2 separate regions of the Mus musculus genome follow, and region 2 is linked to region 1. A link is a contact called in public HiChIP or PLAC-seq data. All regions are on one chromosome and are shown on one strand. The core of a region is the stretch at or near the end of the contact, and the rest is flanking DNA. Distances in the headings are between cores, read along the strand shown.

Evidence for each region. HiChIP or PLAC-seq counts read pairs in DNA pulled down with a chosen protein or histone mark.
Region 2: an HNF4G HiChIP or PLAC-seq map of pancreatic cancer cells shows a contact between it and region 1. The contact joins two enhancer-like sites. A contact is called at or near these places in 1 of 39 promoter capture datasets (cranial neural crest), 4 of 484 Hi-C or Micro-C datasets (frontal cortex, liver and olfactory sensory neurons) and 1 of 115 datasets of contacts at active chromatin or transcription factors (pancreatic cancer cells).

What each region holds. Positions count from the first base shown.
Region 1 is chr7:99,084,027-99,086,840 of GRCm38.p6, reverse strand. All of the region lies in intron 5 of Uvrag (UV radiation resistance associated gene), which reads left to right. Among named protein-coding and RNA genes, the nearest start is that of Uvrag, 56 kb to the left of the region's middle. Within about 2 kb of position 1,405, at least 91 of the 459 cell types and tissues checked have an H3K27ac peak or open chromatin away from gene starts, as enhancers often do. A contact at or near this core is called in pancreatic cancer cells, where this site is marked.
Region 2 is chr7:99,223,192-99,226,258 of GRCm38.p6, reverse strand. It overlaps Mogat2 (monoacylglycerol O-acyltransferase 2), which reads left to right. Exons shown (of 6, transcript NM_177448.4): 3 at 2,554-2,758. Among named protein-coding and RNA genes, the nearest start is that of Mogat2, 14 kb to the left of the region's middle. Within about 2 kb of position 1,393, at least 33 of the 459 cell types and tissues checked have an H3K27ac peak or open chromatin away from gene starts, as enhancers often do. A contact at or near this core is called in pancreatic cancer cells, where this site is marked.

The DNA.
Region 1 (2,814 bases), core at 156-2,655:
TGGTGAAGGAGGGCTGGGGGCAGACACACCCCTCCCTTCCAGCTGTTTGGCTAAGACAGGAGGATGGCCTGTCCTGGTCCCCAGAGGAGGGATTTGGTTGCTAACGTTGTAATCCAGGTTCTGAATAGAAGACAGTATGTGAAAGGTGTGGGCGCTGAATGGAGAGAGCTTTCCAGGGGAGGAGGCTGAGCTTGAAAGGCCACAGAGTAGAAAGGGCACAAGGTGAGTCTGAGGGACAGAAGGGAGGTGAGAGTAGCCCCAGGCCAGCCCATGGGGAGTTTCGAGATTTTATCCACAGGACAGAGGCGTGTGCTCTAACCAGATTTATGTAATAGTTTAGCTCTGGCTTATTTTAAAGAGCAAGAGTGACTGTGGAGAGACAGTGAGAAGGACCTTGCAGTGCCATGGACAAGAGATGACAGTTTGGCATGGACCATAGCAGGGTAGGGAAGACAGATGACATCCAGGCCCAGGCACGTGCTAGGCAAGCTCTTTACCACTGAGCCACACACCCAGCTAGGAAGGCGACAGAGTTGGGGTTTTAGGAGAGAAAATCACTAGGATTTGTTGTGGTTTGCATTTGAGATAAAAGGAAAAAAGAGATGTCAAGGGTGATTTTGGATTTCTGGTTTAAAGTAACTGGATAGATGAAAGATGATAGCCACAGGAAGCTTAGCGACAAGGCGGGGTGGGCAGGGAGGAAGAGCACAGATCCTGAGGTAAGATGGCCACAGGCATGTGCAGTGTCTTTAAACCCCTGTGTTGACGACAAGTAGCCATCTGAATTCCTGAACCTGGAGAGAAATGAACTATAAACATGGGGCGATGACAAAGCCTCTGAAGTCATGTGAGACACAGGCTGGCAACATGCTGTTCAGTAGAGAAGGACTGAGTAGCCCAGGCTGGAGAAGAAGCAGGCAGTGGTGTGACCAAGAAGCAGTAGAGCACGTGCTGCTGGGTCTGGGGCCCAGCGTCTCTGCTTTCTTCTCTCCCATCTCGGTAAACTGTGGGCTTGGCTGGTCCTGTTGCTTTGTTTTTTAAGGAGATGCAGTGGTCAAGTAAACCAAGAACAGAAAAATTGCGTTGTGTACTTTAGCAAGTGGATTTATGCTAGGTGGTGTCTTTAGAACATCCAACTCCGGAAGTCTTCCCTTTGTGTCCCAGCTTCATCTTCTGAGTTCCTGGAGTCCTTGAACATCTTCCAGATCTCCTCTGCCAGATGCACTGCTCTGTCCAGTGGCCTGCCCTTCTTCCCTCTGTAGGCTTTGTGGGGTCAGACTGACATGAGCAATGCTGACCTTCCCTCACCCACCCTCCCCAAACTCCCTGCCACAATGCTTGGGACATGGTATTTACTTAGTAAAAACATTTGGGATTAAGTCAGAGACTTGTGAGGCTGCCATTGCTGGGCTGTTTGCCATTGCCAAGGCTGGCTGTCCTGGTGTGGGAGGGAGGGTGACTCACTCTGCAGCCGGTCCCTGACTCTACATCTGGTAGAGTCTTGCAGTCAGAGGCAATGGTAGCATTCAGAGCCAATGTCTGCCCGCCATTGTAGTTAAAACCCCAAGAACCCCACGGCTAGAGACTCACAGTTGGTGACCGTTGGTGTAAGCACCAGTACCCGGCTTCTCTGTCTACTTGTGAACAAGTAGAAAGTTTTGAACAAGTTTTGAACAAGTTCAGACAAGATGGGTGACAGGAAAATGGAGTTCAGAAGGTGGCTTGAGAACAGATAAAACTGACTGGCAAACATTGTTTAACTTTGACTAAAAGCTCGCCATGACTAAAAAGGCTTGTGTGCATTTCCTCTTGACCTGATCCTCTTCCCTCCAAAATAACAGAGCAAATGGAAATGAAGTCGTCCCATTATAGACAAAGCCTAGTCCTCCAAGCCAAGCAGTGTTGTGTGTTGGCATAGACAGTTCCTCATGATGTAGCATCTGGGAGGAGCTGAGCCACGCATGCCCAGCCTTCAGAGCTCATGGATAAGCCACCTAGAGCTGCTGAGGAGGAGAAAGCTACAGCCCAGAGGGATTTGAGAGGGTCTTTCAAGATGGGGTCTGGGAATTTTTTTTTCCTTTGTGGAAGCTTGGGAACGTGGAATGAATAGTTAACCCTAACAGTAGTAGCAATAACTAATATTTAGTGAGCGCTTAATAACTAATATTTAGTGAGTACCTAATTTACTACCAGGTAGCAAACACTTTCCATCTTTACTGTGTTTTAACTCCACAGTTGTTTGTCTATAGAAAAGAAACTGGTACAGAGAGATTTAGTAATTTTCCTAAGATTGCACAGCAGACAAATAGCCAGAGCCGGGATTCAGACCCAGATGGTTAGGAAATGTTTATCAAGTATGTGCTTGTTATGTGTGCTACATTTTATTCCGTAGTCCTCCAGTTAATTAGCTTTGTCAGTTTAGAATTCTTTAGCAACTTTCAACAGAACTCTTGCAATATCAGCTGACACTTAAAAGCATTATCTGAAAAGACTTATCTGTATTACTTGTGCTCTTGTGTCTGTGTGTATGGTTACAGGTGCCTACAGAGGCTGTGTGTGTGTGTGTGTGTGTGTGTATGTACATGTACAGGTCCCTACAGAGAATATGTATGTATGTGCCAATGCAGGAGCCTGCAGAGAGTGGCTGTGCCATGGCTCCCTGGAGCCAGAGTTGCAGGTGGTGTGAGCTGCATGCTGGAGGTGCTGGACACTGAACTCTGGTCTTCAGCAAGAGCAGTGCCGAGTGATTGCTTTTAACCACCGGTACATTTCCTCAGCAACAAAAAGCGTGGTTCTTTGTGACTATTGGTGAAT
Region 2 (3,067 bases), core at 144-2,643, 140 kb before region 1:
CATAGCCTCCAGTCTTCCCAGGGAACAGTGGCTGGGTAGCACAGAAGATACCAGTAGGAACCACCTGTGGGAAAGCTCAGACCAGCACTCAGTGGGACCACGGCCATCCTCCAGGGCATACACTTGCACGTGTGCACGTCAATACGTACGCAAATGTCAGTTCACAGGGTCCCCATGCTCGCCAGGATATTTCTCTCTATGCAAATGCTTTACTGTCATGGGTACAATTGTTCATTTGTGCATGTATTTATTTAAAGTAGTAATGTGTTCTTGTTCAAAATCCAGGAGGACAGAAAAGCAGGTATAAAAAGACTCCATTCTAGGGCCGAGGAGGTAAAGCACTTGCCTCACTTGAAAGCCTGAAAACTTGAATTTGATGCCCAGTACAAATGTAAAAATGCCAGGTGTAGTGGCCACCTGTAATCCTCTCACTGAGGGGGCAGAGACAGGGAGGATCCACAGGGTTCACTGGCTAGATAGTCTAGGACATACTCATCACCCCAGGTCCCATCCTTGGGAGCATCTCTGAGCATCAGTGTTTGGTGCAGTCATGCTCAGTGGCCGTGCCCTGCACTCACTGTCCTGCTCCTGGCTGCTCACTTGACATGTGATCTCAGCTTGTTTCATAATCCTCTCTGGCTGTAGTGTCCCTTGTGTGCCTCATTCCCGGTTTGTCCAGACAAGCCCTGTTGGTGGACATCTGTGTGGAGGACAAGTTTCTGATATTAACAAACACCGATTCTTCCATGAATGACATCGCTCAGATGGCGTTTGCCCAAAGTGCAAGCAATTCCATAGGCTAAACCCCTCAGCCGTGAGCTACTGGGATGCAAGATCCATTCTCTTTTGTTTTGCTTTCATAAATTTCCATTTGTTTTCATAGAGGGGCAGAATTTACATAGCAAGTGTTCCCACGTAAGGAATAAGGAATGACCACCTTATCCTGGGATAGTGCCTCTTCCAGTGGCAAAAGCCAGAGCTCTGACTCCACTGGGTTTCCAACATCTCCTAGGTCCCCTCTGCACTAGGGGAGGGGCTGGACTTCGTGTGGGAAGGCAACAGCCCCTCTGCCTGTGGCTCCTGCAATCCTTCTTGCAGTACCTGTGGTACTCTGGAGGGGCTTGGGGACCCTGTGTGGTAAGGGTTTTCATAGGTCAAGTCAAGATCAAGGACAGGAGAATTGGGAGCTCTAATGCCTGGATGGGCAGACAGGCTCAGGACCCCGTGTTTACTCCCAGACTGCTGAGGCCAGCTGTGGCCCTAGAGGCAGCAAGAAGAATCCTCAGGGAGACTGCTACTGTGGGAGTTTCAGCTTGCTGACAGGATAGCTGTTCACTTGGCAAAGCTTAGTCTGTGGAAAGTACTGCCTCTCTCCCAGGGGGTGCAAAGTCCATGCTGCTGGTCCTAACAGGAGGCCTCCTGCCCAGGGATCAGCCAGGGGGCTGTGACCTGCTCACTACTCCCATGACTGTGGCTCCCAGAGCAAGGGGCAAACAGGTTCCTGGCAGTGAGAAAGGACTGCTCCCACCTGTAACATGGCCTCCAGCAGTGATCTTTGAATGTAGATAGCACCCAGGCAGAGCAGTGTGTGTGTGTGTGTGTGTGTGTGTGTGTGTGTTTGCCTGCCTGCCTGTCTGTCTTTCTGTCTCTGTCTGTCTGTCTGTCTGTGCCTGTGTCTCTATGTGTCTGTGCATGTCATGGCCCACCAATGGAGATCAGAGAACAACCTAAGGAGTCAGTCCTTGCCTTTCTCCTATTTTGTGACAGTCTCTGTTGTTTCCTCCCTGTACTTTCTTTTGTCTTTTGAGTGAGGTTAAGATGGGGTGATGCCTGCATCGTGGCGCCCCCATGTGGCCCTCATATCCTTCACTTCTGTCTTAGCTACTTTTCTATCGCTATGAAGAGACACCATAGCCAAGGCAACCTATAAAAGAAAATATTTAACCGGGGCTTGCTCAGCTTCGGAGAGTGAGTCCATGGTCATTACGACAGTAAGCACAGTGGCAAGCTGGCAGGCATGGTGCTCGAGCAATAGCTGAGAGCTTATCCACAAATTGGAGGCAGGGAGAAAGCCAGACTGGGTCTGATGTGGGTTTTTAAAATCTCAAAGCCCACTTCGAGTGACACACCTCCTCCAACAAGGCCATGCCTCTTAATCCTTCCCAAAACAGTTCCGCCAACTATGGACCAAGCCTTCAAATATATAAGCCTATAGGAGCTATTCCCATTCAAGCCATCACAGCTCTTACCCAGTAACCAAGAATTCCAGTCTCTTTCTGCCTAAGCCTCTCAGCAGAAGGAACAGGGTCTTCCCGGGACAGGGCCAAGTGTTCCAACTTCATACATAGACATCAGGTGAACAATTTGCCCAGAGCCAGCACCCAGTCTGAGGGCACCCATGTGTTACCCACTGTCCCACACAGCACCCATCTCTGTGGAAGCATCCAGTATACTCAGGATTATGAACATCTTGAGACTCAGAGGCCCAGACTGACACAAGCCAGTAGCAGAGCCAGGACCTGCTGTTCATCACCAGTTTACTGTCTCTTGCAGTTGGTCAAGACAGCTGAGCTGGACCCTTCCCGGAACTACATCGCGGGCTTCCACCCCCATGGAGTCCTAGCAGCTGGAGCCTTTCTTAACCTGTGCACTGAAAGCACGGGCTTTACCTCGCTTTTCCCGGGCATCCGCTCCTATCTGATGATGCTGACTGTGTGGTTCCGGGCCCCCTTCTTCCGAGATTACATCATGTCTGGGGGTGAGTCTCTACCCAGCCCCAGGTAGTCAGGAGGAAGCTGGGTGGATAGGGGGATCTGACAGAGGACTGTCAACAGCTCTGTGTTTCTTTCAAGAACTTGCTCAGTAACAGCAGAGGCCCAAAGAGACCCAAAGAATATCCTGCATTTCTGTTCTGGGAAAGCCCATGACGGGTTGGGAGAAATTAGAGAATATAGAGACCCCAGGTGGTGCAAGGCATTGTTTGGGAAATCATGGCTTCTGTGGGCATTGTGATGGTCTTTCTTGGGCTGTACCCATCTTCACAGTCCTGTCCCCTTCACCTAGTATC